Regions from separate parts of the Hordeum vulgare genome. Here region 2 is linked to region 1. The links are chromatin contacts, called in public Hi-C maps. All regions are on one chromosome and are shown on one strand. Each heading gives the region's core, a stretch centred on a gene start, on an enhancer-like site or on the middle of the called end of the contact. The rest is flanking DNA. Distances are from core to core; before and after follow the strand shown.

Region 1 (7,603 bases), core at 3,585-6,084:
TATATTTTTTGGTCATATATCATCCATTGTATCAACTGATAATTACTTGCTCCTCACTTCCATTTAATCAACAGCCAGCATGCACTTTTGTTGTATATATGCCATGAACCAATCAGTCATCTTTGTACACAGATACATCCTACCAGTAATCCTGAGGGAAAACATTTATGCTAATTTCTTGACACTGGTTGCACATTTTCTGTAATGTATTAGTGGAACAACATCATGCCGGTAATCTTGAAACTAACTCAGCGAGAAAATCTTGATGCTAATATTTTAATAGAGGTTGCCATATTTTGGTAAGAGCTTAGTGGAAGAGTGGAATTATTTGTAGTAAGGGTGTGTTTGGATATATGGACGGTGACCAAACTAAGCCACATCAATTTTTTTGGTCATGCCTGATATTTTGGCTCCTGCTTGGATGGTTGCCAATATTTTGGCATGCCCATGCTCTATAGCCAACTCTAGTTTATTTTTATTGCCAACATTAGCCAAAACATGGGCAGCCAAAACCTTACGAAAGATATTGGTTAGCTGGATTTTCGGTGGATTAGGTTGGGGTCAAACCAAATACACCCTAAAACTAAAACCATTCAGTCCATAGTTTTTTTTCTGCTTGATCCTGACTACAAATTTTGTTCATTGTTCTTGTCTCATGTTCCATTCACTGTTTAGTTGTTCTGTTTTGGATTTATGCATTGTCCCCACAGTTAAGTGTTCTGTTGCACGACACAATTCTTACATGAATGCCCATTTCTTGCTAGCTTGTCAATCCTGCATACCAATCTCTTCTTGGTCATTTACGGACTAGAACTTTAGAAGCATTCAAAGAGTCCTTTGATAAGGCTATTGAAAATGAGGGATTTGCTGTTGCTGCTCGTGATTCTACCCGGATTTTCTTGGAGAAGTTTGATAAAGGATCTGAAGGTATGTCTCTAGCAATGTTGCTAATGTATTTGCCATATGTTTGTATAGGAATTAGTGATCCGCTGCCGTAGGAAGTAGGAAACCAGTCAATTTCAGGTACTGCTGGTGTTATTAGGCTGTGCTTGGTGTGGAAGGTTATTGCAATTAAACAGGAACCTAGCGGGCATCTTTTGAGGCTCAAATGTAGAAAACTAAGCTGCCCAAAGAGTAATCGATATTCCAATTCCGTCATCCACGGAACCAACTATTCGACACTGGATGCTATGCTTAATTGCATTTAAATGTCTCAAATGGCCATTATGTTTCTCGTTCCTGCTGGGAAATGGTACCGGCCAGACGAAGCTAGGAGTAATTCATAAATATGTATTCCCCTAAAACCACGATTGAATGGAGGGAGTAGTAAAAACTTGTTAGAAACATCAAAGGTTTGCTGTTATTTTTCTGGCTTTTAGGACAGCTTTGAGATACATACACTACTGATTGTCTGAGGTACTGCTCTTGCTAGAAGTATGAAATTGGTGATAGCATTTCAAATACTAACTGCAATACTACTACTCCTGGTAGTTGCTTTAGTAGCTAGTATTGAACACATACTTTAGTAGCTACTAGTATTGAACACATACTTTAGTAGCTACTAGTATTGAACACATACTTCTAAGTATAATATGGTTACACCTAACGAATGCTATTTCTTATCTTATTGTCACATCTGGATATAATCTGGCAGATGCTACCATTCAACAAGTGAACTGGGATCCCTCAAAAGTTAAGGATAAGCTTAAGCGTGACATCGAGGCTCATGTGGTGTCAGTTCGTGCTACAAAGCTATCTGAACTTTGTGCCACATATGAGGTTGCTTGAAGTTCCCAATTTCGTTTGTTTTGTCTAATCAAATGATCAGTGTAACTGGCAGTCTGTCACGAAAGGCACACCCATCTTCTTTTTTTAACTTCCGACCTATTGTTTCAGGGCAAACTTACCAAAGCTCTTGCAGAACCTGTTGAAGCTCTTCTAGATTCAGCCAGCGAAGACACCTGGCCAGCTATTAGAAAGCTTCTTCAGCGCGAGACAAAAGCCGCCGTTTCAGGTCTTGAATCTGCTATTTCAACTTTTGAGCTTGATGAAGCTACTGAGAAAGAATTGCTCCTGAGGCTGGAGAATCACGGAAGGAGTGTTGTTGAATCAAAGGCAAGAGAAGAAGCTGCAAGGATCTTGATCCGCATGAAGGACAGGTGAACGATGCTTCATATCTAACTCAGAGAAGGTGACATCTTCTGCATGGAACTAATTGTGGAAAAATTTACAGGTTCTCGACGTTATTCAGTCGTGATGCCGACTCGATGCCAAGAGTATGGACCGGAAAGGAAGACATCAAAGCAATTACTAAAACTGCTCGTTCAGCTGTATGTAAATGTTAATACTGTCTATTTGAAATAGAAGAACTCGTTTTGAGAACTGAAACTTGAGACTCCTCTGTTGCAGTCCATGAAGTTGCTGTCTACGATGGCTGCAATTCGGTTGGATGAAGATGGTGACAACATTGATACCACTCTTTCCCTTGCTCTAGTAGATGCTGCTAGGCCAGGGACTACAGATAGAAGTATTCAATCGCTTGATCCACTTGCCTCCAGTTCATGGGAAAGGGTTTGTGGGCAATGCGCCATATTTATTTATTTATGTTTGTGTGCTGAAGCAATACATTGTTCTTTTTTATGTAGACCAAGTTTTGCTACTTGCTAAATAGTTGTCATTATTATGACCAGGTTCCAGAGGAGAGAACTTTAATCTCCCCTGTCCAGTGCAAGTCTCTTTGGAGGCAATTTAAAGCTGAAACCGAGTATACCGTCACTCAAGCCATAGCTGCTCAGGTATCCTCACAAACAACATTTGAGCTATTCATTTTGGGCTGTGGAAATTATTGGGTTGTTTCCATGTCAAAGCTCTTCTGTTTATTACTTCTGGAGTTTTTTTTTAGTTGAGGTTGGTCTACATAGTTTTAAGTCTTGTGTACACTGTTACTAACCATTTACTGTTCCCCACCAAAGGAAGCAAACAAGAGGAACAACAACTGGCTGCCTCCTCCATGGGCGCTCGCTGCGATGGCTCTCCTTGGTTTCAACGAGTTTATGACATTACTGAGGTATTATTTTCTTCTGTCTGCAGAAACATGCATGAGTTTTGGTTAAGGCATCTACACATTTGATATAACTGGGAAATTCATTTGTTAAAACAGGAACCCGTTTTACCTGGCCGTCATTTTTGTAGTTTTCCTAGTCGGGAAAGCCATGTGGGTACAACTAGACATTGCCAACGAATTCCGAAATGGATTTGTGAGTATTAACCCGGGAATTCTGTCATGCTACTCTTTCCTGCGAGGAAATAACATCTGACCTATTATTATTATTTATTGCTTGAATGTTACACAGCTTCCAGCTCTCCTTTCGCTGTCGACAAAATTTGTTCCGACAATTATGAACATTCTGAAGAGACTAGCTGATGAGGGGGCAGCGCCGGCAGCCCCAGAGAGGCAGAGAGAGACGGAACTCCAACCAAGGAATAGTTCAAACAGCAACGTGACATCAGCAGGTTCCTCCAGCATAACCTCTTCAGAGAATGGACCTGAATATTCAAGCCCGGTAGCACAATGAGGAGGGGATCCCTAGCTTTTAGCTGAAAACTCTACCCAGTTGTAGCTGCAACGGTTTGAGCCTAGGAGATTGAAGTGCCTTGCGGTTTTTCTACGCTTGCCCTTCCCGAGCTGATGTATGAAAATTATGTGGAAGAGTCCACAGCTGTCATATATGGAATTTTGGGGCTGGGAATCGTTTGTAAGAAACGTTGTAGAATAACTTCCATTTCATCTTTTTTTTTTGGTAATGTCATATATGATGGTTGTATAGATGATTTGTGATTATTTTTGTTATATCCACCCAACCCATGAGGACAGGAAAAACAAAGCGGCCCATTTCTACACAGTATGGTATATGGTTGGTTCCATAGATTGTAATTTGTGCGTATCCAACTGTATATGTTTTGAACTCTGGATGTTTGCCTTTTGTGATATTTATGTTAATATCTGTCAGTAGCTACATTTGCATTTTGCATGATTATTATATGAGCTTCACATGATGATATGTTCAGTACGAAGTTCCTGTTCTTAGAGCTAGGTATGTAGAGCGGTGTAGGTTAGTTACTATTAATAATACAAGCAAGAGAAAGATATCTATTTTTTTCCTTTTTAAAAGAAGGATGCATGAAATCAAGAGAGAGATATTTTTCTTTTTATGAAGGCTAACAACAAAATTATGAAGAACTGAAAGAAATACACTTTGCATTGAAATTTTATCAAAAATTAAATACACTTTATATAAAGGAATGAATGGAAATTAATTCTTTTGATTAGATTTAGCTTAGTTTGAATTAATATTATGTTTGTACAGGCTTATTCGGGACGTATGTATACGTTCCTACTTAGAGCACACGTTTCGTCCAGAGCTTATAAACTGCGCAACTGTTGTACACATGAAACATCTCAAATTTGGTGTTCTTGGATTTTTAGGTCTTGTATATAATGGTGGGTGCTTATCAGCTTATGGCCAGGTGCTAAGGAAAAAGGAGCAGCGTTGCGTTGCGTTGCAAATAAAGTTGTCTTGCAATGCACGGGTGCTAGTGAGAGGTGCTTCAGGTTCTCTCTAGCGCTCACACACTCAGCTCCCTCGTCCTCATCACGCCATCCTCTCCTCACCTCATCGTCCTGATCACACACAAGTACACAACAAATCCTTAAAATCACGTCGGTGACGGCTCGACAACAACGTGGGTTTCGAAGCATAGCCTCGCCCCTTCCCCTGCTGCTCCGATGGTGCGGCTTCTTCCTTCATCTGGTCGGTGCTGCATCGCTGGTGGAGCAGCCACGGAGTCCTTGTCGCGCGGGGGGCTGCTGCGGCGCTCGAGGATGCATGCGACGTTGGGAAGGAGTTGGGCGGGGATGTGACTGCGGGCTGTTGTCGGGTGTGGGAGGGAAGGCAAGATGGGCGTGGCTGGAGCGAGGTCGTTGCCGGAGCCGGAGCCGGAGCTCTGCTGGAGCGAGGTTGACTTCGGTATTCTGTTTCCAGCTACTAGCTCTACTTGTGCATCTACCACATGGAGAAAGCTTCCCTTGCTGTTGTTGTTTCCCAAGGTGTCCTGGTTTCTATCTTGAGGTAATATCTATCATCGCTTGATGTTTAGTTTAGTGTTAGAAATTTAAAAATACAGATTTATAATCATCTAACTTGACATCATATACAAACACGGTCAGAAGAAAACGTATTCGGATGTATGGCGCCACTAGTTAGCGAGCCATGCGCTCCGTCGACTCATATTTGCACAAAACACCCTTCCATTTTTATCTGCGAAAAAGTGTCCACTGCAACACATTTTTACACCAAACGATCCCGCTTTTTTTTTATTTGCAAAAAATCTAACCAATGCACTGCAAATAGGTACACAGGGTCTCGAACCTGCGACCCACGTTTACTACAAAAGCCGATATAGCCAACACACCATTCACGTACCAATTTTGGTAAGATAGCAATTCACGGTGACACTTAGACATGAATTTTTTGTAAGGAAGACAGGTGTCGAGCACCAGACCTGCAAGGTACAAAACCACAACATGCAAGATATACAACATATACAAACACATGCAAGGTACAAAACAACAACATGCAAAGGGACAAGTAACTAACAATGTAAACAATTTAAGTACAATTACCATAAGGAGGCATATTAGATATAAGATGGAAATTCGATAATCCAAATGGCTTGGGTTGAGACAAGATGAATGATGTAGACCCCTTAATTCTTCATTATGTAGCCAAGTCTCCAATGTCCTCCACCATCACCTATTGATCAAGTTTGAGCTTGTTGGTCCCCAAACAAGTTGGGTCCTAAGAGGTTAGTCACAATAGGCTTGGCAACCCAAATGGTACTTTTTTTGACACCACTTTGAGTACCAGTAAACTTGGCAAACACAATGCCAACCTTATCCTTCTCAATAGAATAGATATCATCAATAATGATTGGGTTGGATAAATTACCTCTCGTGCAAGAAGAAGTGAAGTGACCCTTCTCACGACATAAGTAGCAACATCTACCATTTACCTTTTTTCCCAATTGATTTCTCAACTTGAGGAGTGTTGGCTTGGGTCTTCTTGGGAAGATGCCTTTCTTCAGCTTGTAGTTGAGTATGTGATTGAATTTGTGTCCGCTTCCCTTGTTGCTTGTGACTTTGGGGCTTGTTCTTTAAATGGAAGATCTAACATGGGCCCCTTCAATTTTGCACTTGAAGCAAACAATCTTGGCCGAGTTCTTGACTTGTTCTTGGCCCTTCTTCTTTAAGCTTTTGGACTTCTTCATCTTGTTGGAGTTGAATCCAAGTCCATCTTTGTCATTTGGGGATTTTTTCCCACACAATACATTGTTGAGTGTGGACATCCCTTCATGAATCTTTTCCAAGTCCACTTGAGCTAGATGATGACGATCTTAACTTCCTTAAGATGGACCACCTTTCTTGATTGCACTGGCTCGATGAAGACTTGTAAATTGCTCCCCCGTACTCCACTATGGGTGAGCCACTCTCCAGTACATCTTAACAAGTCCTTTGCCACCACAAAGGACGACAAGCTGCAAGCAAGATATCTTCGTGATGCTCCACTTGAACTTGCACACCGCAATCTTAATGACGATCACTTGACGTCATCCTTCATGGGTTGTATGAGATCTTCCTCTTGACTCAAGCCCATGGAAACACACCTAACCCCACACATAACTCTCACGAAGACCATGGATTAGTACACAAAAGCGTAATGGACAATGCTTACCATACCATGGGATCACTTGATCCCTCTCGGTACATCTTGTAAGCTTTGTGCGTTGATCAACTTGATTTACTCTTTAAATTAGTATTGATCAACCTTGTGTATTTATGACCATTCTTTGGATAATACCTTGAATACCACCTTGGTCATCATATAAATTCCTTGAAAGCAACAAATGGACTTCAAGAAGTGCCTATGGACAAATCCTTCGAATATAACTTAAGGCAACCATTAGTCCATAGGGATTGTCATCAATTACCAAAACCACATACGGAGAAATATGCTGTAACAATCTCCCCCATTTTGGTAATTGACGACAATCACTACAAGAGAGTTTATATAAAGAAATAAGCATAACCAAGCACACACATGCAAAGAAATAATGCATGGGTTCAAGATGCAAATGCTTAAGCAATAAAAGCAAAACTCTCTAAACATCTACAAACTAAACTCTCTAAGCTTCTCCCCCATTGGCTCGATTGCCAAAATGGACAAAAAATTTAGAAATCCAATATAATAGGTGGTCCTCTATAAAATGTGTACTTCTTGACAAAAGAGTGCAAAGAAATACAAATGCACAATGCTAATTAGTTGGAGAAAAACGAACTATATTGAGGACCTAAAGATTGCAAGAAGGATCGTATGGCACAAGGACATACAAAAGAGAGAAGCAAGCAAGAAATCAAAAGATACCAATTGGAACAAACAATCACACGGTCCTTCGATCCACGTGAATAAATGATATTATGATATGGGCAAAAGAGTGTTCTATCAAAACTAAAGAAGCTCCCCATGATTTGTGCACTAATAAGAAT
Region 2 (7,603 bases), core at 2,537-5,036, 360 kb after region 1:
CATTCCAGTATCCCCAAGCTTAATTTATGTTGGTCCTCGAGTAGGTAAATGTTAAAATAAATAATTTATGAAGTCTGAATTCTAGAGTAGTGCATAAGTTCGATCAACGACAATTATAATAGATTTTTCTAGCATCATTATATATCATAAACACGAGCTCATTTCTCATGAAACTTCTAATGATCACGTAACAAGCTATTCATGTGTTAAAGTACAGACCATAAACTCTCTTGAAACCTAACAAACAATGTTCTTAGTCATCAAAGCAATTGCAATTCACCATGTTTATAGGAAGAGACTATGCAACAGCTTTTGTTTTAGCAAATTCCACATACTCAACCATCATACGATCTTTCATGATTGCTCACACTCAAAGCATACTTTTAGAACAACCCGTTTCAGCCAGCCACAGAGGAAGTATTTCACCTCCCAACTTATTTATCTCATGGATAATGTCAACAATAATAGCCCATGATCACCCATATCCAACTTGGTATATATGCATGGATCTTTTCCCGCTACATGATGCTTTCCAAGTGGAGAACAATTGAGGTCGGAAATAGAATGAATACTATTGACTCTTGCATAAAGTAAAGGCTAAACATTACAAGATGGCCCTTCACAGTGGGAAGAGGGGGTTTTCATACGCTTCTGATTTTTGGATGTGCAAGCTCTTGATGTAAAGAAACATAACTTTACATTGTCCCTTATGATAGCAACCTTTATTATGCAGTCTGTCACTTTTATTGTGTTACCATCACAAGTTCGTAAAAGTTTATTTTGCCTTACAATAAAATAATAAAATATCATACATATTTAGGAGCATTTTTTATTGCTTTGCATCGATGATAACTTAATTGAAGGATCTTATTCAATCCATAGGTAGGTATGATGGACTCTCATGGTAAGAAACTGGATTTAAGTTTTTTTGGATGCACAAGTAGTATCTCTACTTAGTACAAAGTTTTGGCTAGCAAAAGGTTATGAGCAAGCACCATATGTTAGAGGATCCATCACAATATAACTTCTATGTGAATATAAGCAACCATAAACCATTACGTTGTCTTCCTTATCCAACATCAACTACTTGATCTAGTTCGGAAATAATTAATAGGGGCTCACAATCATAGAAGATGTCCAATATAGTATATTTATATATCTTCCTTTATTATTCTTTCATGAATTGTCTAAATGACCAATGTTATTTTTAAATTCCAATATATTTTATTTCCTACACTATCATGTGAAGTTATACTCCATATGTGATAAGAATATGAAGTATATATAATTTTAAATTTCTGATATTCAATTCATCAAAAATTTACTCTTAGGATATAAGTGAAGCACAAAAGTAAACATCAAACTACTCCAAGAGATATGAGTGAAGAACAAAAGGTAGTTAAGTAAATTGGTAGCTATGTGAAGACTCTCTCCAAATAAAGATTTTCAGACCTAAATATTATATCAAATAGCAAACAAAACAAAACGTACACTCCAAGAATAGCACATCTCATGTGAACAAATAAAAACTTAGGCTGGACCGAGACTGACCGATAGTTGTTGACGAAGAGAGGTGGGATGCCTATCGGGGCATTCCCAAGCTTAGATGCTTTAGACTTCTTGTAATATTAACTTGGGGAGCCTTGTGCATCCCCAAGCTTGAGCTCTTATGTCTCTTCAATTGCTCGCATATCAATGTTTCCCCTAAATCTCAAAAACTTCATCCACACAATACTTAACAAGAAATCGTGAGATGGGTTAGTACACATAGGAATAGATCACCAAATCATGTATTATCAAGACAAGTTGCATCTTTTTTTTGAAACATTAGCTATTGTATACTATCATCTCCACAATTTATATCTATCAATATAGGCCATGAAAACTCTAGGATAAGCACATAACAAAACTATGACAACAATCTGTCTACACAGAACAATCTATAGTAATCGATTCCAAAAGTGTACTTCTGTAACTCAATAAATTCTGGAAAATTAGGGAGTAATAAAAAAATTGTATTAAAGTACTATATAAAAATTTCATAAACTTCAAACACTACAGCAAAAGTTTCTATTTCTGCACAACACACATCAAACATGCAATTCAAACATCTTAAAGGCAAGCCTTTGCAATTTTATTGAAAACATGTTTACAAATAACAAAAAAGAAAATCTCAACAAAATCAAATGATGCTCCAAGCAAAACTATGTGATGAATAAAAATATAGCTTCAAGTGAGGTATACTGATAGTGTTGAAGACGAAAAAGGGGATGCCTTTCATGGCATCCCAAAGCTTAGACGCTTGAGTCTTTCTTGAATATTAAATTGGGTTGCCTTGGGCATCCCCAAGCTTAGGGTATTGCCACTCCTTATTCTCCTCATATCGGTATCTCACCCAAATTTGAAAATTTCAATCACACAAAACTTAGGTACTATCAAGACAAGAATGATAATTGTTATAACAAAATTTCTACTGTATTCTATCATTCCCATAATTTATATCGCTCAATATAACCTATGGAAACACTAAAACAAGCAAACTATGCACGCAAAACAGAATCTATCAAAAACAGAACATTCTGTAAATATATGAATTAAAACCATACTTACCTGACTCTCAAAATTCTGAAAAACTAGGACAAAGTAGGAAATTTGTATCACAATACTGTGTAAAAAAACAAAATAATCATGCTCCGGCAGAGAGAGAAACTTCAAATACTGGGCATAGAGTTTATGTTTTTGCACATAATCAAATCAACAAGTATCCGCACTAACCCAAAGGCTTTACTTTGCACTTTATTGAAATAAAAGATATAAAACATGATTACTATAATATCTTAATCATGTAAACAATTGAAAATAGAAAGTATAAGTATTGGGTAGCCTCATGATAAACTCTTTTCTTTAAAGCCTTCTGGCTAGGCATTGATAATTTCAATGATGCTCTCCTAATAGTTAAGAATCGAAACATGGAGAGAGCATCATGAATCATATAACAAACACATTTAAGCCTAACTCACTTTCTATGCATAGGAAACTTGCAAAAACATAATTTATTGAAGAACAAAGTAACTAGCATAGGAAGGCAAAACAAGTGCAACTTCAAGAATTTCATCACATATAGAAAACTTAATATTATTGAAATATCTATATGTTCATCCCTCATAATAATTTTCAGTAGCTTCATGAACAAATTCAACCATATAGCTATCATACAAAGTAGTTTTTTAATGATCTACAAGCATAGAAATTTCATCACTATCTACATAAGCAAGTTTACCATTCATAATAGTGGGAGTATTGTATATGTCGGTGTCTAAACGAGACATCGGGTCGTTGTGCAAACAACCCTATTTGAGAGATCGGCCAAGGACTAAAGACAATGGGTTTCCTCGAGCATCATCATTGCCGGAGAAGATGAACTAAGAAGAGCACATAGGAAGTACCCAGGTTCATGCCACCATTGCGGTGTAATACCCTACTCTTGCCTGATGATATTATATGTCATAGTGTCGAGTTACAAGTTGTTTGTCCCTATGCTCGGCTATTGCTATTTATACTACCAAGCCTTCTTTGCTTTCAAGAAGAGGATCCTCCGGCACCCCGGTAGTCCATACTATGCTTCAAAGACCGACACCCCGATAGTCCATACTATGCTTCGAAGACCGTCTGGGTTGCTGAGTCATGATTAGCCAAAACGTACTTAGTCACATGTGATTGGCTACCATAGGACGCTCCTACAACAACGTAGGAATGGTGGAAGCCTTCTCGGATACTATTAATGACCCCGAGGGATGGCACGACTCTCCATGTCTTTCGACCAAAGGGTAGGTAGGTCATGTCCCATCATGACACCGACCTTGATGGCATTGGCACAACATTTAATGACATGTTGTATTGTCTTTTCATAACCCTCGTTGGTCAATAAGACCCTTTTCATGTGAGGTAATTTATGCAATGCAGACATGATAACGATGGCACAACTCTCCATGACTTTTGACCAAAGGGTAGGTAGCTATCATCTTTTTATACCCCCCCCCCCCCCCCCCCGCGCATTGGTTAATAAAACTGTTTTCATGTGAGGTGTTTTATGCAATGCAGACATGATAACTTGCGTACAAGCATCATTGTTACTTTTTAACTGACGATATATTACATGTAAATACCATGACAACATGCTTATATAGATAATTTATGTTGTTCACTCATTTCAATTCAAATAGTCCATATTGAAATATGCAAAACATTTTATATTTGTGGAAGGAAGGATTACCTGGCAGGCTAGGGGTCACCTAGACCCTAAACTTATAGACAAAATTTCACGAGGCATCAAAACAGCTTTTGAGATTACAGAATCGATGGACCAAATAGGGCTTCCGTCTTATTTCTACACGACGACTAAAAACAAAAAATGACATACAACATCACAGGGCAATTGGTATTTCTTTACATAAACATATATATCCTAGTAATGTGTTAAATACTTGTGGTAGCATCCCACAACCGAAGAAGTCCGTTCCGGCCACCACTGCATATTCTTTTCCTATCCAGGTCCGATGCTATACATCTCACCTGTCACAAGAAAAAACGAGGATTTAGAATAGCCGAGCATTTGTTCAACCATGAATGTTAATATAGCACCTTGGAAATTTTACAAACTTATAATGATGGTTACGAAAAAGTGATTTGATGACATGCCTAGGAACATCATATGCATATAGTATAACTATCTACAGTCATCTTGGGAACAATTGGTCCGTTACATTGATCGAACACATAGTTGTGCCAGGAACATCACGGAGCAGACGCCAAGCATGAATACCAATTGTTTCTCAAATGATGCATATGAACAAAATACAAATGTGGTACAAGCACCCTTGCAAAAAAAATAGGCACCTTTGCTTGTTATGTACAAATAAGCTAACGAAGGGGGGGGGGGGGGGCATCTACTACCTCTGTACCATAATATATGAAGGAAGGAATTAAACAAATCAATGAGATGTATTACCACTGCAGATGTTTTCTGGGGAGTTCTATAAAGCTGCCATCCTGCAACTTTTGATCCTGTATTTGAGAAACTTCCGAATCGTTCTTGTGGTCGATGGAAAAGAGACATAGAATTGTCAGCGGCACCAATTCCAAGCCAGTGATCACCGGCACTAATGGACAGAACCGATGCCGAGTGAAGCGTCAGATTCTTAACACATTTTATGCCTCCTACAATAAAAATGAATATCCTGAGTTCCATTCACCAGTTTTTGCCACATCAACATTATATTTATTTTTTCATATACAAGTGTTTGTTCATAAAATAATAATATAAATCTGAAACCATAAAATAATGAAATGAGGCTACCATCCAACAGATCAGTTAATGGTAAGAGGAGTGTCTCATAAATTATAAAGATTGAACATATAACTTGACATAGTAATCTATCTTTTCTTTTCTTCCTTGTTTGGTAAATTTTCATGTTGTTCTGGTATCCACATAGCCAATAAGTATGTGGGTTCCAGTACATATGCAGACATAGATACTCAAAAGTCCACAATACTCTGATTGGTGCTAACTGCTAATTGCAAAAACTACTAACATGTTATCTAAGTCAATGACACGTTGCATTGATGCTAAACGGCAAATTATTCATGCTAAATAACTTGTTCGGTTAATCATACAGTGCATAGGACTGCCACCGCTAATAACATGGAATTATTTCCAATTTTATGTAACTTTGCATCCATCATCACATGGATAATTACTGGAACAATGTGGATCAGTTATTAAGCAAACTCGTGCAGTAACACAGCTCAGTATCCTCTAGCGATAAATGCTATGTTTCCCTTTTGAACAAATAATGCAAGCACATTAACTTCCCTAAATAAGGTACAAAAAGGTGAATACAGAAAAACAGATGAAGCAATTTTCACAATCAATAAGGCATCACCTTCGTTTTCCCAAAAACGTATAAGCCCGTCAGAGGAACCTGGCATATTAATCAAGGATCAGATACATGTGACATGGAGAGAATTCTTTAATCACGAATACACACTTGATATGACTTCACAGACCACCCACCGAACTTTAAAAACAAGCAATGGGTCACATACCAGTGATAATTCCTTTATCCGAAGGTGAGTGTTCAACACAAAGTATGGGACCAGCATGGCATGCTAATACAGCATCACATGTTCCCCGTGTAAGAGACCACACCCTAGCTGTCCAATCATCACTCCCAGTTATTATCGTTTCCCCAGTCATCCTCATTGATCTAGAATCAACCAGAATTTGTGTCAGGTAAATTACTGGTCAAAATCGCCAGCTCAGGAGAATGTGAATGCTCAACAGTCCAACAGAGGCATTACCTTATCCACTTTGTATGCCCTTGAAGCTTGAACATCTGCTTACTTGAACGAATATCCCAGACATGCGCCACCCTGATGGAATGACCTTTCAGATTAGAATGGAACAAAAGTTGTTCAAGTAAATATTAGTTTACAGCATCAAAAACATTTCAAAGTTAAAAAGTACATACACATCTCTCCCAGCAGCTGCCAGAATTCCAGTCGAGTCATCGTATTCCATACAGAGAACTGCACTTTGACAACGACCCACAGTAGCAACACAAGTATCAGTCCGGACATCCCACATCTTCACCGTACCATCATGAGATGCAGTAAGAACACGTTCTCCTGAGAGCATCCGCACAGAACTGACCTATATCCGTGTCAATTGTGCATAAACATGCTTAGTAAGGGTTAGATATGGAGACAATGATATGTAAGCTACTACTATTGATGAAGAAGCTAACCGGTGCATCATGGCCCTTCAGTTCTTCCAGAAGCTTAAAAGCTTGCTTATCCCAGACTATGACAGACTGATCATCCCCTCCAGAAACTATTTTGCCACGATCTGAACTAATTGCTCGAACTGTCCTGCAAGAATTCAAGTGGACAGCAGTTAATCTAGACTGAATTTGAGTAGCCAAATCAGCAGGGCAAGTTAAAGACTCTGAATACTCTAAAATGCTGCTAGAAAGACAAAAGACCAATCAAAAGTACTTGAAGGTCTATGACTAGTCTGTTGATAGCCAGTACTGTGAACCCATCAGTACCACAAAACACCTTACAATACTTTACAATTAAATGTTACTGTTGTCCTATGATTCTCAACAACTTTATGGATGAGATCAAGAGCAACACTCCTCCCAGAACCAATGCATGAATATTCTTCTTTTGTCGTGCGAAAACAAGTGTAGAACTGATCCAATGCTTGGCCAAAAAAGGAAAAGGATAAAAAAGGCTATCATATTCCGTGGTTCATATAACAGAACTTTAGACAAAACGGAACTATGCTTGAAAGGGCAGATATAGGATACGAAACTATTACAAGCAACCCCATATCCATGCATTTGCAAGATGGTTCAAGTTGCGTTATGCAAAAGACTCTCCAAATAACATTAATAATGATGCATGCTTGAACATGTATACTGAGAAAAGTCAACTGTTTGCTTGAATTAGAGTGTCTCGGATGAGCAATTGTAATTAGTTGGTCAGATTACTATACACCCAACTGTGATAGGATATAAAATTATGTTTAAATGCAATA

What was found. Hi-C and Micro-C count contacts between places; a contact is called where the count stands out from the background.
Region 2: a Hi-C map of leaf shows a contact between it and region 1, with 6 times the contacts expected there. The contact joins two enhancer-like sites. A contact is called at or near these places in 6 of 6 Hi-C or Micro-C datasets (leaf, seedling and an unstated tissue).

Annotation. Positions count from the first base shown.
Region 1 is chr3H:326,402,262-326,409,864 of MorexV3_pseudomolecules_assembly, forward strand. It overlaps LOC123443749 (protein ROOT HAIR DEFECTIVE 3), which reads left to right. Exons shown (of 23, transcript XM_045120271.1): 15 at 765-927; 16 at 1,655-1,779; 17 at 1,897-2,159; 18 at 2,234-2,330; 19 at 2,410-2,571; 20 at 2,691-2,795; 21 at 2,973-3,067; 22 at 3,161-3,257; 23 at 3,354-3,880. The coding sequence ends at 3,575. Among protein-coding and RNA genes, the nearest start is that of LOC123443749, 8.4 kb to the left of the region's middle. Within about 2 kb of position 4,835, at least 2 of the 3 cell types and tissues checked have open chromatin away from gene starts, as enhancers often do. A contact at or near this core is called in leaf, where this site is marked.
Region 2 is chr3H:326,768,210-326,775,812 of MorexV3_pseudomolecules_assembly, forward strand. LOC123443751 (DENN domain and WD repeat-containing protein SCD1) reads right to left here. Exons shown (of 31, transcript XM_045120274.1): 25 at 6,807-6,930; 26 at 6,531-6,712; 27 at 6,361-6,432; 28 at 6,106-6,266; 29 at 5,943-5,981; 30 at 5,009-5,217; 31 at 4,209-4,572. The coding sequence ends at 4,477. Among protein-coding and RNA genes, the nearest start is that of LOC123443751, 29 kb to the right of the region's middle. Within about 2 kb of position 3,787, at least 2 of the 3 cell types and tissues checked have open chromatin away from gene starts, as enhancers often do. A contact at or near this core is called in leaf, where this site is marked.